Linked DNA regions of Mus musculus: region 2 is linked to region 1. Evidence: chromatin contacts called from public promoter capture Hi-C data. All regions are on one chromosome and are shown on one strand. Each heading gives the region's core, a stretch centred on a gene start, on an enhancer-like site or on the middle of the called end of the contact. The rest is flanking DNA. Distances are from core to core; before and after follow the strand shown. Region 1 holds the start of Npy5r (neuropeptide Y receptor Y5). Region 2 has its middle 130 kb from the start of Gm24274.

Evidence for each region. Promoter capture Hi-C pulls out the DNA fragments that hold promoters and counts their contacts.
Region 2: a promoter capture Hi-C map of stem cell-derived epiblast-like cells shows a contact between it and region 1, with 2.5 times the contacts expected there. The contact joins the enhancer-like site here to the promoter of Npy5r in region 1. A contact is called at or near these places in 7 of 39 promoter capture datasets (the 3T3-L1 cell line, embryonic stem cells, hippocampal neurons and 2 more), 3 of 115 datasets of contacts at active chromatin or transcription factors (embryonic stem cells and neural progenitor cells) and 1 of 9 other capture datasets (pancreatic islet).

Annotation. Positions count from the first base shown.
Region 1 is chr8:66,685,704-66,689,889 of GRCm38.p6, reverse strand. Npy5r (neuropeptide Y receptor Y5) reads left to right here and starts at 1,796. Exons shown (of 2, transcript NM_001358958.1): 1 at 1,796-2,009.
Region 2 is chr8:67,084,979-67,089,505 of GRCm38.p6, reverse strand. No RefSeq gene overlaps it. Among named protein-coding and RNA genes, the nearest start is that of Gm24274, 130 kb to the left of the region's middle. Within about 2 kb of position 3,040, at least 8 of the 459 cell types and tissues checked have an H3K27ac peak or open chromatin away from gene starts, as enhancers often do. A contact at or near this core is called in stem cell-derived epiblast-like cells, where this site is marked.

The DNA of each region.
Region 1 (4,186 bases), core at 547-3,046:
AACATGGCTGCTGAAGTTGCAACCTCGGTTGTCACACTTGTGAGGCAAGCACTTTACCGCTGACCTTTCCTTTTGGGGCTTGTGTGTTTAGGGAGGAAATGAAAACAGGCAAGTTCAGAATCATCTCAGTGCCATATGAGCCATTCTTTTCAACATAGCGCTAAGAGCAAATGTGTGGAAAAGGAAAAAACTTGTATTTTTGACATGGGATAGACAAGAGTATGTAGCACAGCTATATTTTTGGGAAGACATCCACCACGGGTGTCTCTAAGAAGCTGTTTGAAAACTCACTGTGCATTTGGAAGGGTGTGTGTCAGACTGCAAGGGACAGGAGAATAAATACCCACCTGGCAACATATAGTGTGTGAACTGCACAATAGCTGACATTAAGAAAGCCTAAGATGGGCCAGGTGTGGTGGTGCACACCTTTAATCCCAGCACTTGGGAGGCAGAGGCAAGAGGATTTCTGAGTTTGAGGCCAGCCTGGTCTACAAAGTGAGTTCCAGGACAGCTAGGGCTATGCAGAGAAACCCTGTCTTGAAAAACCCAAACCAAACCAAACCAAAAAAAGAAAGCCTAGGACCAATCCCTTGTTTGCTAAGCTTTTGTTTATTAAAAGCCAGTCTCCTCTCTTCCCTCACTGCAGGATCCCAGGACCCTGCACAGGTACCTTCTGTGTTCAAATATTGGGACAAATATAGTGATTCTGAAATGAAGCCCAGTAGAATCAGATGATATTTTCTTGAAGCCCTTTTGAAGTTCTTGGATTCCTTGGGCTGAGGGAACGGCATACACTACAGTTTCCTTGAGTACTGACTGCTAAATTAGCAGAAACAGGCAAATATCTTCTGACCTTTGAGACACAGCAAGTGCTGCCCCAGGGGCATGGGATAAAAGTCAAGGGACCAAAGTCCTCTTCAGTCGACACAGTGCCTTGGGGTTACAGTTCAGGCAATGCTAAGCACTGTAATCGTGATGGTGTAGGAAATACACTGTTGTTATGGCAGGCCAACCGAGGATTGGCCAAATACTGTGACAATCTTGCACAAAAGGATACAGATCTGTCAATCTTAAAAATGAAAATCAAGCTTTGGTGCAACAGGACAGGGTTTTATTTGTTTCTATTTGTTCATTTCCTTAGGTTGTCTTTATGTTTTTGAAAGATGACAAAACACCGCTGCCCCCTGCCCCCTCCCATACACACTCACGCGTTTTGATACGGAAAGCTTCCAAGAAGGGCTGACTCCATTTCACCCCCACTTCCCAGCTCCCTCTGCTCCATGTCCCTCGCTCACACCCACACACTACTACCCCTTAGAGTAGGAGTTGATCCTATTGTCTATTTTGCACGCTTCATCACAGCCTGTTCCCTGCAGGTTTAGGTCAATTTCTCACCCAGACTTCTTTATGTTAGAAAGGCAAGAAGATGTTCTGTTTGGGATTTTGTGATATTTTCCCCCCTCTCATAAAGAAAACATGGACCTTGAAGGTTTTTCTCACAAAAGCTATCGGAAAAAAACGCCTACTCTCATAGAAGCCACTATGGGGTTGAGGATAGGAAAGACAACCATCCGTGGGACCCCTAAGTTAACTCCTGCAACTAGAGAACAGGGTAGTGGGGATGCATCCTGTAGCCCTAGAGCGGCTGCCCGGGGCCTCCAAACAGACACACGGGCACCGGGATGTACCTAAATTGGACTATGGAGGCCAGGAACAGGCGATCTTGAGCCGGGTGTCCGGGGTCTCAGGGACTGTCACGTGTTCCCGAGGCTCTTCTAAAACCCTGGCGGCTCCGGGGCCCCTCCTTCCCACCGCCGCCTCCAGGTCCTGCTCCTGCTGCCACCGCTTCCATCTCAAGCAGAAGCGACCGCACTCAGCCGCGTACCCCGGAGTCCAGGCACCCGCAGCGGCCAGGGCATCCCGAGGTACCCACTCCAGGCCTCGCCTGCCCCTACGAGAAGCCCACGTCCCTATCCTGGGTTCTGGAGCATCTTGTGGTTTCCAAGAGGGTGGGTTGCGGACCGGGAGGCAGCCTGATTGAGAAAGGGGATGGAGGTGGAGAAACCGCAGTTGTCAGGCGGCGGGAAGGGAGAGCGGGGGAAACGGTTGCAGTTGAATCCTTCCTAGTCTGGCAGGTCCCTCTGGTGCCAAACTCACAGAGGAGCAGGTTCTTGCCAGACCCTATCAGATTGTCCCGGGAGGGTCCCTAGTATGGGAAGGAGGGATGGACGAAGCTCAGTCCCCGCTTTGGCTTAGGGGAACGCGGGGTACAGCTCGGTGGGCGTCTGAGGTAAGGGAACCACAACCCACGGGGTGCCCACTCAGGTTGTCAGCCCTAGCTGAGCTCTGGCTATGTCCAGGATGCGGCGATTCAGCTGCCTTCATGTCCCACAGCTGGCCACACACAGGGAGACAGCTGTGCACTTGGGTTTGCAAGGTGGCTTGTAAGTCAACTGCTAGCAGGAAATAGCCATCCACACACCTGAGTTCCAAGGGGGTAAAAAGGAATTCTTATCTGTAAGTTTACAGACCTATAGTACAGCTATTCAAAGAACATACTGTTAGATGGAAGCCAAAAGAAGAAAAAGAAAAAGAAAATGAAGGTTTGATGTAAGCTTGTGCCCAAGACTGGGTGCATTTCAAATTCCAGATGTCTCAAGAAGAGGGAGGGAGAGAGAGAGAGAGAGAGAGAGAGAGAGAGAGAGAGAGAGAGAGAGAGAGAGAGAGAGAGAGAGAGAGAGGAGAGAGAGAGACCTGCTGTTAAGAATCTAGAATAAGGAGAAGGGTGGTGGGTACTGCATGCTCGGTAGCTGAAGAGTACTGTGCTTATTTGTCCAGGGCCATCTTTTGCAGAATTTTGCCTTGCAGAACAACACACACTACGTGGAGTCATGGAATTGTGCCATCGCTGCAAAGCCACAGCAAACAGGCAGAACTACATGTATCCGATTCTTCTGCATGGTTGGCATCTTTTGCGAGAATGATACATATTTTTATTAAGCAGGGAATTAACCTAAGAGTGAAACCTTATTTAAGTGCAAAGACCCGTCTCTCTCTAAGCTTGGCTCACTGTCCTTTCTCCCCTTAGTCAAAGAAAGAACTTAACTCAGCTCCGCTCTCAAAAGCTTTAAAGTTTATTCAGACTTCACTTGTCTTGGCGTTCCATACAGACCAATTTATAAGAAAATTACAGGAAATCCTCACAATGAACGCGCGCGCATGCGCACGAGCACACACACACACAGTACACACACACACACACAGTACACACACACACAGTACACACACACACACAGTACACACACACACACACACACAGTACACACACACACACACAGTACACACACACACACACACACACACACACACACACACACACACACACACACACACAGTGTTCCTTGGGAACATTCCAGCATGCCAGGTGGAACTTGTGACCGTGAGAAAGGTTGCCATGTAAGAAAGAGAAGAGGGTAGAAATGAAGAACTCATGTGGCTTGCAACATTCTGCAATAATCAATATTCCTTTATGTAATTGTCAAAGCACCCCCTCCTTCACACCTTCGAAAGTTATCTAGGGTGAATTAACAGTCTCTTATGGCATTGTTTTCATCGTCTATGAAGTATTTGTGCTGTATCAAACTCGTGGGAGTTGGTTATTGCAGTGATGGGAAGCAGATCACTGCGTAGACTGAGGGTTCTGTGACTCATTTGCTTGTTTCAAAAAGAGGAAAAAGTGAAGGGGCAAATGTAAGCAGGGCAATCTTTTGCTTTGTTGTTTATCTCCTTATTTTGATTTCCAGTGGCTCCTCTACTTCACATTTTCAACTGGAAACCAGATGATTTATATCTATCTTGTTGGGCAAAACTGCTTCCTAGTGGTTAAACCGTCCTGTAACTGTAAGGAGGCCGTTTTAAAGAAAGCAATTGATGTGTCCTCCCACACATATTGAAGTGTCTATAATTTGGTGGTGAGAAGTCTTCAAGGGAGCTAAGGTCTGGAGAAGGTATCTCGTGTTGGAGGACCTTAGCCGTCATGTGTGTGGATGTCCATGAGTGACAGGCAGATGATGTGGCCATCTTCACACGCAGAACAGCATGCTGAGCATATTAGGTGCTCAGTAAACACTTGCTTAATGGCAAGGTGTAACTCATCTTACACAGATATCCATTAAAGTGGCATCCA
Region 2 (4,527 bases), core at 1,791-4,290, 400 kb before region 1:
CGAGGATGTGGAGAAAGGGGAACACTCCTCCATTGTTGGTGGGATTGCAAGCTTGTACAACCACTTTGGAAATCAGTCTGGCGGTTCCTCAGAAAATTGGACATAGTACTACCGGAGGATCCCGCAATACCTCTCCTGGGCATATATCCAGAAGATATCCCAACCGGTAAGAAGAACACATGCTCCACTGTGTTCATAGCAGCCATTTATCAATTCTTGATCTTAGAGCATGTATCATTGGAGCAGAGAGTGAGAAGAGACCATAACACATAGTCTGCTACAGAGCTGGGGATGAGACTGGGAGATTGTATATGGAAGAGATGAGGGAGAGTGTGGATCTAATGCTCACCTACCTGTTTTGCTGGCCAACTGGCTTCTCTGTGGGATAACAGGATGAGTGGGGAGGAAGGATGAAGAGGAAGATTTAGTGATGATCCAGTGCAGATGAGAGCAGAGAGGAGGGGAAAGCCAGTACAGATTTGGGGGTGAGACCGGGAGATTGTGTTTAGAGAAGAGAAAGGAGACATGACTGTCTTCCCTTGCTGGATTAGCCTGCATGTTACCAGGGATGACCTGCTGGAGTTGAGATCTGGAATAAATGGAGGATTAGGGGGAGGAAGTTTGGATGAGAAGATCTGTGTGGTCTACTGGAGTAAGGGACAATGAGGAAGAGAACACAGCAGCAGCTGGTCTGCCACAGATCTGAGGATTGGACTAGGGAGTTGGATTTCAAAGAGAGGTAAAGATATGCAACCAGCCTACCTGCTTCCCTGGCATTAATTTGTTTTGCTTTTCTAATGAACAAGTATTTATGTCTCTGGAAGTCCTAGGTTCAGCTTAATCAGCATACATATATTCAGGGAAACTAATAACCCTTCATGATAAAATCAATTCCTAGTGGAGTGGCCTTTATTCAATATTTTAATTAGCCTTTGAATAGTGAAATATATGGTGAAGGCTAAACCACTCATCTCCTTTGATTCAGGCTACATAAGAATACAACCTGTGCCTTTGCCAAGGGCCTCTCACGGGCCTGACCTTGCATCCAAAGGCGAACATTCTGTGCACTTGCAGACTTTCATTTTCTACTGATCCACAGGAATGGATCCAAAGCAAATTATATAGAAACTTGCATGGCATGGTTTTGATTCTAGGACAGGGACAAGTAGACAAAGCAGAACTAAACCTTTGCATGTAACAGGTCTATTTACAAATTCCTACCAATTAAGTCTGTTTCATCCTCTATAAGCCAAGAATTCCCACAACATTGGAGCTTGTTTTATAAAATAGCAATAATGAGGAAGATATCATGCCAGAAATTTGAGGTGATCCGAGACCTAGGTATGCATGTCTTTATGTATAGGCACCACACATACACAAACACTAAAAACTGTAGCTGGATGGCATTTCACAGCATCTCTTGAGGATAGTCCTGACCAAGTACAAATGTTTCCATATTGAATATGAGCAGAGTAGAGGTGCATCATGAGAGGCTAGGACTCTTAAGGGGCAGCTGAGCCTTTTGTATTGCTTTTATCTCTTGTGCCCAACTTGACACAGTACAGAAGCGCTGACCATTGTCACAGTAGGACTCACAGGTGCACAGTGACCCTGAATCAGAAATAATTACAACCATGGGGAAAAGGCTGCCTGTAACTCAATTGTGGTTATTATAGACTTTGCATGAGCAGGAAATAAATGCTAACCATACTTAAGTAATTATGCATATGTTGTTGTAGGAAAACTTATGACCTCTGCTGGCAACACATTGTTCACACAATCTTTTTTGTAGATTAGTTGAACATAAACAATAAAACTGCTATAAAAGCAGAGAGTTTAGACTGGTTGGGTGGGATCTTAATACTAGCTGCACTGTGCACAGTTTGTAACCTTAGAAAACTCATAAGTCTTATACCATACTTTTTTTTTGCAGCTTTCAAATGGTAATTATAGTAGTACATGCCCAAAATAGTTTTGTAAAAATTGACTCAATACCATAAACTATAGAAACAAAATGTGAATTTACTTATATTCTAAATAATTATTTGCTTATAATAGTGTTTTTAAATCAGTAAGTTAAGTCATTTATTCATCTCCTGTCTTTTTCTTTAATCCAATTGCATAAGATTTTGCTTATGCATGTAAAATAGCTTGAATATGAAATGTCGTGCACAGGGTGGTGTTTGAACACTTGGTTCCCCGACACTGGTATTCTTTGGAAAGGTTTTGGAACATTTAGGAGGGTAGAGGCTTGCTAAAAGAAGTATGTCACTGGGGGTGGGCTTTGAAATCTTATACCCTGCCCCTACTTATTGCTCTGTCTCCTGAGTGTAAATATTGAAAGGACTCTGGCTAGTTTAAGTGTAGCAAACTAGCTCTGGCAGACCTTGTCCTTCTTTCTCATTCCCTCTGCCTTGCTAAAATTCAATAGATTACATTCCTAAAGCTAATCACCAAGGTCTATTCCTTTATTTGGCCAATTCTTCCTCTGGAGGCTGACTATCATGGTCTACCTATAAATGTTTTAAAATCAAGTAAGCAATAGCCCCCTTTAGCTCACCTAATTAACATGCCTAATTAAAATGAAACACTGCATCCTAACACAGGGTTTCCACTTTTATCTTTATAAACTGTCATTTTCCTATGGGCCACATCTCCCCTCTATTCAGAGGCAGTTCTTTGGCTCACTCCAGGACAAACACCCTTGCTCCCTTTCCCTTGTTCCCCTGCTCTTCTCCTTCATTCCCTATCTCCTGTTCTTGTTTCCTATTCCCTTCAGCCCTCTGTCCCTCTGGAGTAAATAAATCTCCTTTGTGCTGAGAATTTGGACATGAGAGCCTTGAGCTGATCCTTTTCCTTTCAAATATAATATGCTTAGCCAGCCTGCTCCAGCCACCATGCCTTTTCTACCTATTACCAAGACTCTATCCTTCAGTAACCATGTCAAAATAATCACCCTTTCCCCTGAGTTGCTTTTCCCAAGCTATCTTAGCATAACAATGGAAATGTTAAGAGTGATTTAAATGATAATAAAGACACAAATGAACCCTGAGCTCTTTATCAAACATTGAGCTGAATACCCATAGTGTAACCATCTTGACAGCTAAAGAGACCGGTTTTTTAAAGCCAGCACCTGTGCCCTTTCATCCAGCTATTAAGTCTATTGAAACAATGCATCTCAGGAATTTTCCAAGAAGCCATGCTGGCAAAAGACAGAGGCAGAAACCTTGGTGACAGCCAGAGAAGAAATTTGCCTTTAAGAAAGAGATGTCACACTGTACTGACAAATTAACATCTTCGTGTTTCCTGGATTTGTTAAATATTTTCTATAAAAATTTAACCCTCCACAAAAAAAAGGTGAAGTGAAGCGAGGAGTCTTTCTCTACTGGCTTTGCCCAAGCTATAAATAAATCCATTCTTAGAAGGTCTATGAATATAAATGTCTCCTAAGAAAACAGTACCTATTGACCACTCTTGTTATCTATAAATATTAAATGCAGGTTTTAAAAGAAATCATAAACCCAGAATAGCATGTATTAAATAGAAAATTTGGCATTAGCCAAACAATTACAATGACTACAAAGCTGACAGGGATGGTAATTAAAATCAGTTGTATGGAAAGCTGAGGCCCAATCAGTAATGTCAATGGGACTCTAAACAGCTCTTTAGAGAACAGGAAACACACACACAACCACAAAAAAATAAATAAATAAATTTAAAAAATAAAAAAAATTTAAAAATCCAGGAGAGCTAAAGATTTTAGAAATATTTAGGTCTTTGTGTGGACTTCCCATTCTGCTTATCTGAAAGAGAAAAACATTTCACTTCTCGCAGAAAGTTTGGAGAGAGTTATGTTCTAGAAGGTATAACAGAAGATTGAGAACTAGGTAGGCGACTATAAGGTCTATCTGCACCAGAGAATCCATCACTGAGAACAAACACACAGAACTGAGCCAACTGTGCCAGCTCATCACATCTGTAATCCCAGCACTCAACAGGCAATGATAAAAGAATAACAAGTTCCAGGCCAGACTGGGTTCAGTAGCAAGACTCTGTCTCACAATACCTAAACAAAATCAAACCAGAAAAGCACAGGGACAATGTTGAGTGTTCTACCCTTGTTATTATCCATGAAGACTTAATTTTTCTCTATTCTGTTAGGCTCAGGGTTAGAGAGATGTGTATCAAATTGAAAAAAATGACAGATTAATGAGGAGAGGAAGAATAATGTTCACATGTAGATGAAATTTACCAAAAGTAGCTTCCTCATTAAAGCTAGAGGGGTAGTCACTTACCCTAGTGAAGGCCAGGAAGTATATCAGAGAAAAGCTTCTACATGAAGAACAAATGTGTTTCTTTGGGAATATCAACTGGAACTTAACAGAACACCAGGAAAGAAGAATGTCTGTAATATTTCTTTATGTGGGTGCAGGTCTAATTTTTAATGTTTATTTCAAAACCAAATGTTCCCCTGGAGAGGGAGATGACCATGTCTTCCTGGGAGAAGATCCTCATGAAGTGGGATGT